2 separate regions of the Macaca mulatta genome follow, and region 2 is linked to region 1. Evidence: chromatin contacts called from public Hi-C data. All regions are on one chromosome and are shown on one strand. Each heading gives the region's core, a stretch centred on a gene start, on an enhancer-like site or on the middle of the called end of the contact. The rest is flanking DNA. Distances are from core to core; before and after follow the strand shown. Region 1 has its middle 7.1 kb from the start of ZNF608. Region 2 has its middle 170 kb from the start of ZNF608.

Region 1 (6,230 bases), core at 1,826-4,325:
TCGCCTTAGCCTCCTAAAGTGTTGGAATTATAGGAATGAGCCTCTCAACTGGCCCCAGTTTTTAACATAGAAATTTTCAAAAGTGTGTGTGTGTATGTGAGCACATGTATTACATAAAGAATATTATGATCCTAGCGGGGCATGGTGGCTCACGGCTGTAATCCCAGCACTTTGGGAGGCCGAGGCGGGAGGATCAGGAGGTCACGGGATCGAGACCTTCCTGGCTAACACGGTGAAACTCCGTCTCTACTAAAAATACAAAATATTAGCCGGGCGAGGTGGCGGGTGCCTGTAGTCCCAGCTACTCAGGAGGCTGAGGCAGGAGAATGGCGTAAACCTGGGAGGCTGAGGTTGCAGTGAGGGGACATCGTGCCTCTGCACTCCAGCCTGGGCAACAGAGCGAGACTCCGTCTCAAAAAAAAGAAAAAAAAAAAAAAGAAAATTACGATCCCAGTCAACAAACCACCAGTCCCAATAATGGCCAGTTTTATGTCATTTTTTAATCTCACTCTGCCACCTATTGTGGTAGGACTTTTCCTTGGTTCAGCTAACGACGGGGTCCTTCTCCATCCCACGGTCATGAAAATTTAGGCTCCCAGATGGTTTGAAGGGTGAGTGAACCAGGGTTTCATTGGGTGAAAAGGAAGAAAAGGGGGAAACAAGGACTCTGGCAAGGCCAGATAGAGTGCTGCCCACCAGCAGCTTGAATCTCAGGTTCCACACAGGAAAAGGTGGGGCAAGGTTGCTCCCTGCCGCAAATGTCCTGAACTTCGCGTTGGCGAGGCTCCATCTCACTGGCTTGGCTGGTTGGAGTTTCTCCAGGGATCCCCTCCCACCTGGCTGCCTCACTATTATGAGAATATTTTTTAAATGTTTAAAATTTTTCTCAGATCCAAAGATCTGACCCCCCAATTTTTTTTTCAATTAAGTGATAAGAACAAAACTGATTTTTATAAAAATATCCTTAGTCTTAGGACCAGAAGAGATACAATTTCTCGCATAATTTGCATATATCTGATCAAATGTGCCATATCTTCGGTTTGGCATAGAGTTGTTCTATGTTGGAAAAAAATGAGCACATTGCTTGTTAACTGCATTCTTTCAGGAAACGAAGTCCTTGGTCACCTGTTAACATTCCTGTGCTCGGCTGGGCGCGGTGGCTGGGCGCGGTGGCCGGGCGCGGTGGCTCACGCCTGTAATCCCAGCACTTTGGGAGGCCGAGGCGGGTGGATCACCTGAGTTCAGGAGTTGGAAACCAGCCTGACCAACATGGTGAAACTTAATCTCTACTAAAAATACAAAAAATTAGCTGGGCGTGCTGGCACGCGCCTGTAATCCCAGCTACTCAGAAGGCTGAGGCAGAAGAATCATTGAACCTGGGAGGCAGAGGTTGCAGTGAGCCGAGATCAGGCCATTACACTCCAACCTGGGCAACAAGAAAAAAAGAATGAAACTCCATCTCAAAAAAAAAAAAAAAAAAAAAAAAAAAATTTCTGTGCTCAACAAAAAGAATGGCAATATAGCAATGAATGTTGTCTGGAGTTTTATTTTTTTCTGATAGTTCTGGTGCAGTAGTTAAGCATACAGGCTTCCTATATTAAATCTTGGCTGGACCAAGATTTGACTGGAAAATTTACACAAATTACATCATTTCTGTGTCTCAGTTTCCTTATTCTGATGCTAATACTACTTATCTCACTTGCCTGCTATGAAGATTAAATAAATTAATACACATAAAGAATTAAGAAGAGTTTTTGGAACATGGTAAATCACACATATATTTCCTACTATTACTCATTTGAATTACAAAGCTATTTCAGGCCAAGTGAGGTGGCTCATGCTTATAATCCCAGCATTTTGAGAGGCCGAGGCAAGAGGATCCCTTGAGCCCAGCAGTTTGAGACCTCCTGGGCAACATAGGGAGACACCCTTCTTTACAAATATAAAGAAATTAGCTGGGTGTGGTGGTGCATGCCTGTGGTCCCAGCTACTCAGGGGGCTGAGGTAGGAGGATTGCTTGACAGGAGGCTGAGGCTGCAGTCAGCTTTGATCATGCCACTGCAATCCAGCTTGGGTGACAGAGTGAGACCCTGTCTCCAAAAATACAAAAAAAGCAAAGCAAAACAAAACAAAACCCAACAATAACAACAACAGCAAACTTGAAAGAGTTGTGCATCCTTAAGACACTATAGGAGCGTTAACTTCTTTTTTATTTTTTATTTTTTGAGACAGAGTCTCTTTGTTGTCCAGACGGCAGTGCTGGAGTGCAGTGGCGTGATCTCGGCTCACTGCAACCTCTGCCTCCCAGGTTCAAGCGATTCTCCTGCCTCAGCTTCCTGAGTAGCTGGGATTATGGGCGCCCCACGATGCCAGGCTAATTTTTGTATTTTTAGTAGAGATGGGGTTTCATCATGTTGGCCAGGCTGGTCTCAAACTCGTAACCCCAAGTGATCCACCTGCCTTGGCCTCCCAAACTGCTAGGATTACAGGCGTAAGACACGGCACCTGGCCAAGAGTGTTGACGTTTAAAACATCTTTTAAAATTATAAACAAAAGGCATTGTTTTAATTATGAAAAAATACATTGTCTCCTTTGCCTGAAAGATTACTTTTCAGTATTAAAGGTTTTTTAATGTAATGTTTTGAATTGTAAAAATCTCAAGAAAATTCTTTTTTCGGAGACATTATGTTTAGAATTATAAAAATTAAAGCATATGTTTGTTCATTTAACTTTCATGGGACTCCTCTAAAATCCAAAGAGACACCATTAGAACCCAAATAAACAGAAAACATTAAAATATGGTTAGAAAACATGTTCTCGTATATTCGACTCTGTTCTTAACAGATCATTACATTTTAAAGGTATTTACAAGAAAATACAAGGTGCTTCCTTAAATGATTTTAAAAATCTCTAAAAAAAGACAGAATGACAGAAAAGAAAAGAAAGGAAAATAAAAGGTAATTAAAATATTCATAGTAAGAAAAGGTCCACAGAGCAGTCTGGCATGCAATGCATGTGTTGAGCTGTAGAAACCTTAAACATCCTGGACCAGAAGTCAGCCAATCAGGGGGCTGAGAACCACATTTCCATAATGATGATTGGCTGGTGGACTGGAGGCTCCGCTGAGCTGTGAGGAAGGGGAGGAAAAGCTCTGCTGAGAAAATAGCAAAACAACTTTCTGGCTTTCTGTTGTTTATCGCATAGTCTCCAAATGATTGTAGTGATTCATTCTTTAGGAAAGCTTGTTTTGAAAACAAAAGAGGCACAGTTGTTCACAACGAAAGTGATATTCAACAGCCAAAGGAGCCGAGTATAATGGAACTCTTTTATTCTTCTTTAAAATAAACTTTAGTCTCCTGATTTCATCTAAGCAAGTATGTGAAGACTTCCTAGGTGATGCATGAGGGTTGGATTTAAATCATAAAATTAGGCAGGGGTTACTGTTTCTGATAAGTATCACTGCTTTAGTCTGTCAGCTTTAGAAAATGTGCACAAATAGAATGTATTTTTATAAAATGTGAAAAAAATCCTTAAATTCTAGCATCAAAAGTGTATGTAATGCTTTCACACTTGAGGGAATTCTGCCACTCTCCAAAAAGAAGCTAATGTAGGCATTCTTTTTTTTTCCTGCAGTCATATATGTGTGAAAGTTGGAGATACATTTATCAATGTGTTTGGTATTGCTCTCAATTTTTACACATATGTAAAAATCTACTGTCATTAAGTCACAGGGATTTTTAAAATGACAAACGAGGAAGCAGAGAAATGGAGGCAAAGGAGAAAGATGGAGTGGAACGTAATGGCTGGATCCTGCTGCCTCTTGATCTTCCTGTGCTTGGTCGTATTGCATTTGTTATAATTGTTTTGAATTCAAATAGAGCAGTGACAACATTTCTTCTACAAGTTTTTAAATTTAGTTTTACAGACATTGTATCTACAGGCCATCTATCTGGAAATGAGAATAACTCTATAATGCAGATTAAGCAGAAGTATTTTGCAGTCTCTCCCAGTGACTATTCTTTGGCTAGCTAACAGACCAGCCATTCAGAAGCAATTTTCTTCAGGCTGAAATTATGTGCTGACCTTAGCAGATCACTTCCCATAATAACCCTTCCCCCACCCAGTGCTAAATACAATCTGTCTCCTACTCACTGTAATAACGTGCAAATGACTGTAATTTTACAGACAAGAAACAGCCCAAAGTGAAACGTGTCTAAACAGAGGTCGATTTGAAAAATCAGGGCTATTACCTAAATCTGTAAAATACATATTGTAATAAAACCAGCAACAGAAATCTCCAATAAGTAGTTCTTTTTTTTTTTTTTTTAATGTAGCTTGTGTTTTGATCTTCTTTATGCAGTCAGTCTCCACTGGCATAAAAGAAAAATCCTTTTCCAGAAATGGTTTCATTACATGAGATGTAAATTGCCTTACTTTGCTAACTGATCCTCAGACCTTGCTTGGGCACCCACTCAGATATAGCTGCACACACCACACCACAAGAGCCTGAGCCAAGCGGAGGTACAATTTCAGACACTTAACACTGACCTACATTGCAGTTCTCTTAATGCGAGCAGTATACAAATGTTTTCCTTTAAAGACCACGTTGTTTTGCAATATTTTGCTAGGTTCTCCATAGCTGCAAGGCATAAAAAAGATCCAATTTGTTGCTTTTTCTTTTTGATTATTTTAAGATGGAGGATTGGAGACTGTATGAGGAATTACATAAACATAGAGGGTTTATAAGTATATAAAGTTGTTCACCTTATTAAATGCATTGTAGTCGTAAATAAATTCATGTAATATTTGCTTTATATCGTCGCAACTTGTTTAAGGTAACCTGTATTGTAAAGACATGTCAAGACAGTCATTATTTTCCCTCCTTTGGATGGAGGATCTTTTGTTATACTCCAAGGAATTTAAACAGAAGGTGAATTAATAGGGCATAGGAGTATCTTGAAAAGTTAACATAGCAGAGTTATACGATGTGTGTAAGTAGCCATATTTACAAAATGGATATTGGAAATGTCCCACAGTCTTTCACGGCAGGGAGAAGACTGTTGATGTTTTTCTTCTCTGAGAACCTTGCTCCCCAAAAGGACCTAAAGTGTTATGGTTTGCAGGGGCCCCTCTTTCCATGGTAGACAAGGCTCTTGGTGCTTTGTCTTGTTCCAGTGATATTTCAGGATAATGGAAAACGTCAAATGTTTGACCAAGAACAACACTGCTCTTCTCTTTTTGGCGACAGTTATCTAGAAATGGATATTTTTTGATTTTTTTTAAAAGGCAGGATCCGGCTCTGTTGCCCAGGCTGGAGTGCAGTGGTGTGATTATGGCTCACTGCAGCCTCGACCTCCTGGGCTCAGGTGATCCTTTCGCCTCAGCCTCCTGAGTAGCTGGCATTATAGACTATCTTACCTGACTCGTTTTTTTTGTTGTTGTTTTTTTTGAGATGGAGTCTCGCTCTGTCACCCGGCGGGAGTACGGTGGCCTGATCTCAGCTCACTGCAACCTCTGCCTCCCGGATTCACGCCATTCTCCTGCCTCAGCCTCCCAAGTAGCTGGGTCTACAGGCATCTGCCACCACACCCGGCTAATTTTTTGTATTTTTAGTAGAGACGGCGTTTCACCGTGTTAGCCAGGATGGTCTCGATCTCCTGACATCGTGATCCTCCTGCCTCAGCCTCCCAAAGTCCTGGGATTACAAGCATGAGCCACCGCGCTCGGCCTAGTTTTTTAATTTTATGTAGAGGTGAGGTTACCCTATGTTGCCCAGGCTGGTCTTGAACTTCTGGGCTCAAGCCATCTTCTCACCCCAGCCTCTAAAACTGTTGAGATTACATGCATGAGTCACCACATCCAGCCTGGGAAATGGATATTGTTAAAAGTACTACCTAGAAACTTGAATTGGATTTAGCATGCAGGTGTGAAAAAGTAGAGACAGTGTTTTTTCTAGAGGACCTTTAGCAAGTCAGGATGTTACCCGTAGGGGAAAAAAGCAAAGACCTTCTAGTGTTTGTGTAGGTGTTTCATAAGTCATCAACTATATTGCCTAGAAACCAGGGCAGGACACCTGCCCGCTGCCTTGAGGCCATCCTGTTCATGAGCAAACCCAGAGAGATAAGAATCTTTCTCCATAATCCTCTGGGATAGCCAGTAAGTTTCTCATTATGTCTAAATTAAGTTCCTTTTCCTATAAATTAACCCCTTTTCCATGTAGGTTTTATTTT
Region 2 (6,230 bases), core at 1,897-4,396, 160 kb before region 1:
TGTATCTGTTTTGGAACTTTATATGAGTGGAATCACAAAGTATATATACTCTTTAGTGTCTGCCTTCTTTGTTCATTATTATGTTTGTGAGATACACCTATGTTGATGCTGTGGTTGTAGTTCGATCATCCTCATTGCTGTATATTATTTCATTGAATGAATATACAATTTATTTACTCATTTATGGACATTTGATTGTTTCTAATTGTTGACTGTTAAAAATAGTGCTGCTATGATCATTAATGTACCAAAAATTTGCCCATCAGAATTCTGTTCTGAACTATGATAAACTCATATATTCAAGAAAAAAATAAACATGTTTGCAATACCCAGTCCAACTGTCCATGAACAACTATGTATCTGCATGAAATCTTTTACATTTTTACACCTCTCAGAATACTATTGTAAGTATTCATACACATGCATCATGTTTTTCGTTAGAGCTATTCATTGGTATATAAAGTTTCTGTTGACACCGAGTTTCATAAAAACTCGGTGTCAAAAAAAAAAAGTGATTATTACTAGTATATAGCACTGCTATTTAATACATATTTTCCTTTATTCCAGACACTTCTAACATACCAACTCTAAATTCTAAAGGAAATGCTTCTAATGTTTCATTATTCTATAATTCAAGTGCTCTCTTCTACTTTGCTGCAGGATCACCATTGTCTTCATAACTCTTTCTCTAACATGAGAATATCACCATGGGTCATGTAAAATTGATATGCATTTATTATCCTACTTTTGTAACTCTTTCTTCCAGTAGCCTCTGACCTCACTTCTTTTCAGTTCCTTTTGCAAGTTTCCTATCCAATCTTCTAAAGTGAGAGTGTCCCAAGGATAAGTCCTTGGACTTCTTTTAGCTTCATTCCCTAGTGAGCTTACCTAAGCATGTGACCTTAAATACCATGTATATGCTAATGACCAAAAATATAAATACAAGGTCTGTATCTCTTCCCAGAACTCCAGTCCCTCATATCCACTTATCTATTTGTTATCACCACTTTGATGTCTAAAGGCATCTCAAACTCAACATATCCATAACTAAATCTTCCTTCCAAATCCCATTCAACTGGCAGTCTATCTTATCTCCGTTAAGGGCCACTCCATTCTTACAGCAGCTAAAGCTAAATCTTGTTTCTCTCATATTCTATAAATGCAATCTATCAGAAAATCAAGTAAGCCTCACTGTGTACCCAGAATCTGACTACTTCCAACCTCCTCCGAGGCATCAGCCTGTTGGGAGTTTCCTCATCTCACTTGGATCACCACAGAGACTCCAAAATAATTTCCTTCTTCCACTCACACATCCTTTCCTCAAGAAAGTAAAAACTTAAATAGGATTGAATTAATTTTCTGTTCAAATCCTTCCTACATTCCCATGGACCTCCTCCTCCCATCACTTCACAAGTCCCATCTCCTACTGCACTATCCTTTGCTCATTCCACATCAGCCAAGTTGATCTCCTCACTCTTCCTTAAGGCAACCAGCCATGCTCCTGCCTCAGGGCCTTTGCACTTCACCCTGGCCTCTCTCTTTTGAGATGTTCTCATGGGTTACTCTATTACTTCTTTGTGTCTTTGCTGAAATATCACACTCTTAGTTAGGCCATCCCTAACCTCTGTATTTCAAACTTCAAACCACCTCCCTATCTTCAGTACTCTCTTTGCCCACCTTTCTCATTTCTTTTATTCTATACCACTTTTCACTTTTTGATATGCGATATAAATTATTCATTAATTTTTATTATCTGCCTCTCCTCATTTCCATTCCAGTGGAATGTTAAGCTTCAGAGGGCAGGGATTTTGTCTGTTTCCTTTACTGCTGTATCTCAGTTTTAGAACAGTATGTGGCAAATAGTAGTCACTCAGTGAATATCTGTTGAATCAATGAATGAATCAATCAAGAGATACTATTGTAAGACCAGGTGCAGTGGCTCACACTTGTAATCTCAGCACTTTGCAAGGTCAAGGTGAGAGTATTGTTTGAAGCTAGGGGTTTAAAGCCACCCTGGGCAACAAAACAAGACCTTGACTCTACAAAAATAACAATAAAAATTAGCTAGGCACAGTGGCACATGCCTATAGTCATAGCTACTCAGGAGGCTGGGAAGCTGAGACAGGAGAATCACTTGAGCCCTGGAATTCGAGTCTGCAGTGAGCTATGATCCCGCCACTGTACTCCAGCCTGGGCAACAGAGCAAGACCCCATCTCTAAAAGAAAAATAAATAATAATCGTTTTTATAAATGTTTAAGAAATACTATTATAAGCCTATTATTTAGGGTTAGGATATAATATCCAGAAGAAAAACTAAAAAATAAAAAAGGTCTTTGCTGCTAGTAATAGGCCTGAGTGTGGAGGGAGGTATATTTCTTTATAAAGTACTTTCTTATACTATTTGGTTGTTTTTATCATGCGCATGTATTACTGTGATAAAATTTCAAAAAACTTTTAAATGAGCCCCTGTGCCTGGAAAAATCATAGGATAACAATGCAGGAAGCCTAGCCAACAACAATTTGCTTTATAGTAAATTGCTTTAAATCTGTTTTGAGAGCAAACTATTGAATCTGCTAGTGGTACATACAGATGGTACAAAACAATAAACTTCTTTTGGGTGTTGGGTGTCATTTTAAAGAGTATCTTTTATCATGTTTTAAAGCAACTTCAATCTATTTATATGATCAAGCTTTATATTATTACATTAAGTTCCAAATATTTCACAATGGGTATAAAATGTACAGGGATGTCATTTTTCAAGACTTTATACAAAATGTGATTTATTGATTCTCTAAATGTGGGTGGAGAAACAATGGAAATAATTTTTCATATGCTGATAACTGACATATGTGAATGCTTGCTAATTTGAGGGAGGTAGGAAGGAAAGGATGGAAGTAACAAAAATAATTTTGTCTAAGGCTGCAAGTGACATAAATTCAAACAATTGCTTTTTCAGTCTTCTGGCTTGCTCTATTCAATGTTTGCTGAGCTTTAGAGAAGGCTGAATCCCACCATGGCAAACTGCCATCTTTGTCAGAAGCAAAGAGCTGTTTACATTCAAGGCACATAATAAGTGCAATGTGAAGTGAAAAACAGTGTGAGTTCTATTATGGCTGATTAGCCCATTGTACACTGTTACAACTAACATCTTCCTTGTGCTAAAAATAGTGTGAAGTCACAGGACCTCAAGCAGCATGATCCATCAGTACTGTACTCTTTCACAAGATTGCCAACAAAAGCTGCCTCTAACTCCCCAGAAAAATAAAAGGGCCACTTATTCACTTCAGTGTCCTCCAAAATATGCAGTTTATCTGAGCTGTTAGGAAACCTGTCAGAAAATGAGGTGCAGGGAATTCACTGCATCCAAAAAATAGATCTGTCTTCTCTGCTATTTCCTTTTGAAAACTAGATCCTTAATAGGAGCATCATAAAAGTCAGTTGGTTGCTGTTAAACTTGCATTGTTAGCTGCTTCTTAATCACACTAGTGGTGGAATTAGTGCATATTTTGATGCATTGGCTACCAGTAGCCCAAACAAATAAATAAATCTCCCTGAAGTGACAGAAACAGGAGGCAGTGGTTTGAATAAACTCTGAGTCCTAGGTCATTTCATCACCAAGTCAATAGCCCTTCTCGTTGAAGGGGGGAAAACAAACTGCTTTCTATTCTATTGAAAGCCTGGAAGAATTTGCACCACAGTAATCCTAAATCCAGAGGCAATCTATTAAGAACTCAGCATTACCAATCCTGAGACTCAACTGATAAGCACATTCTTTTCCCCCTTCCACATTAATCCTCTTAAAGACTGTGCTAAGTAATGAAAGGGTGCGATGAAAGAGGCCCCCCTTTTTTATTACAACCATATAAACTGCTTGTGTAAATGTTTCATTAACAAACTGCTGGACTCGTATTTAATTTCCTTGGCCTTCCTCCCCCTGTTCCTCCCGGTATGGTGCTCCTGGGTACGGCATAACTAAATGTGTGATTTACACGTTTCAGAGAAACATTCCCACACTCGAATGCTGTAGCATGACAAAGGGAAGGGAGGGGCTGAGAGAGAGGTGTTGAACCTATTGTAGACATTTTAATTTACAATTCTCTTTTTATGGCCTTTAAAAAGATGAATGACTTGCACCCACTTATCAGTTTATGTTTCATTTCTCAGTTCTTTCTAATAAGTACTGGTCTGCATGTAAGCGCTTTTGGCTGACTCATTTGAGGCTGACCCTTTTGAAGACACAGATATTCTAACATACTAAGAAGAAAAGGAAGATGAATTCCAACGTATATCCAGTATGCAAAGAACTCTTCTGTGAACGACATAAAGGCCAAAATACATGGCTTATCTTTACTTTGAATATGTCAAATGATACGGGATATTTTATGGAAATACACATCCTATGTTTTTCCCTGTAGTCATCTAGTTACAATCTGATGTTTTGCTTGCTTTAGCTAATCTAGTAAATCCTAACAGAATGCTTTCATTATCTTTTTTAATGGTGGCATCTTAGTATAACATTAACTTTCCTTTCAGACAAGCAAGATATGCCTGTGGCACCTACTGAATTCATCAATATCCAGTCACAGGATGTATGAATACAACTTGAAGATACAGAATCAGTCACCTACAAGAGTAGTTGAAGTTAAATCCTGATACAGAAAAAACAGGTTATCACATCCAGACGAGTGCCACTGGGCCAAATTCTTAGAAAATGAATTTACATTGTATTTGAAGAGATTCCAAACTTTGAAAAATTAATACATCAGAAAACCAAATAGAAATATAGCCTCTTTATAATACAAGTGTCTTTCCCTGGGTGTCATTCATGTAATTTCAGTTTACTGTGAGCACTCCGGCCGCAGCTGGGGTCACTCAGTCTGGGGAAGAACTGTTATCTGGGTCAGTGTATGTAGTTTTGTCTCTAGCTGCAACTATGGTCTGGTTTCAAAGTGAATACATTCATTTGGATCAACAATGCCCTGGGGAATAAATGCTTAAATGTATTCAACCTTAGGAAGAGCTGAAAACATCAATACCTTCATAAAGCCACTTTGATTTGTATTGACTATGGTTGTGCTGCTCATTCATATACATCATTGTTTACTTCACAGAGCTTTTAACATGACTTTTGATTTGAGTTTTGATTTATAGAAAAAAGTGATTCAATTGCTACCAAGAAGTGGTGAGCTCAGACCTCCCCCAGATTCTTATTTTCTGTCTGATGTGACAAAGCTGAAAGAGGAACTCTCTTGTCACAGTATAAATAAATTGCTGCAGAACAGCTTATGTGCACTTTTCTTTTAACTTTCATGGTCACAGGTAATAGCAAAGTAGATCGTCCAGATTAAGGGGAATCAATTATCTAAGCATGTTATTAATGTGTTCAGAGCAAAAACCATTGATTAACACTGGAGCAAAGACCGTGAGCTAGATGCACTTTCTACTTAGAAGATCTGTGTTAGGCAAAGGAGAAAATTCACCAGACACAGTCATATTCTGTCATTTGTTTAGTGACAAGCCCTGAAAAGTTGTGTTTACAGAAACCACTTGGGCAAACTGCAAAGCTCCACGAATAATGGAACCTGCCTTTGGTAAGAGTTTTAGTTTTGTTTGTTTGATGCTATGCCAAATGGAGACTAAAAATTCTTTTCTAGCAGCTCATTTATTTCTACGCCATGAAAATAAATGGCTTTAAACCAAGCTAAATGGACTGAAGTGACTCGAACTGGGTTTTGTGGTTTATTGAGTAGTTCCCAAACTTACATGAGAACTGAAATATTTTGGATTTTCATGGTTGAAGTCCTATCCAGAAGTGCAGTAGAGCAAAGATGCTGATTTTGTCAAGAAAAATGTTCGTTGCTCAAGAAGCTGCAGGACAATAATATTTAAGCAGACACAGAATTCAGAATATAAGACAAAATGAGAATATGATAGCTGGTGTCACTTCTTCTCGGCTATGCATACACCTGAAAGCACAACATATCCATGGCCCAAGAAAAATTCACAGTTCTGAAGCAGATAAACTTAGAAAGCCTCGAGAAAGCCCAGACTCGTCAGCATCTCACAGTTAATTAAAGAAGTGAGTGAAGGCATCAAGGCTTGCTCCCTTCTGCCTGAATAATTCACCGCCTGTATCCATTATTAAAACCCGTTACTTCACCACAATGATTCCCAGCTCGAGATGGATTGGTCTCAAAACTGGGAGATAAATTGTAACAAGGCCTACAG

Evidence for each region. A called contact is a pair of places that touch in the nucleus more often than the background predicts.
Region 2: a contact with region 1 is called in a Hi-C map of fetal cortex germinal zone, with 3 times the contacts expected there. The contact joins two enhancer-like sites. A contact is called at or near these places in 2 of 14 Hi-C or Micro-C datasets (fetal cortex germinal zone and fetal cortical plate).

What each region holds. Positions count from the first base shown.
Region 1 is chr6:133,682,911-133,689,140 of T2T-MMU8v2.0, reverse strand. No RefSeq gene overlaps it. Among named protein-coding and RNA genes, the nearest start is that of ZNF608, 7.1 kb to the right of the region's middle. Within about 2 kb of position 3,075, at least 2 of the 40 cell types and tissues checked have an H3K27ac peak or open chromatin away from gene starts, as enhancers often do. A contact at or near this core is called in fetal cortex germinal zone, where this site is marked.
Region 2 is chr6:133,847,822-133,854,051 of T2T-MMU8v2.0, reverse strand. No RefSeq gene overlaps it. Among named protein-coding and RNA genes, the nearest start is that of ZNF608, 170 kb to the right of the region's middle. Within about 2 kb of position 3,146, at least 11 of the 40 cell types and tissues checked have an H3K27ac peak or open chromatin away from gene starts, as enhancers often do. A contact at or near this core is called in fetal cortex germinal zone, where this site is marked.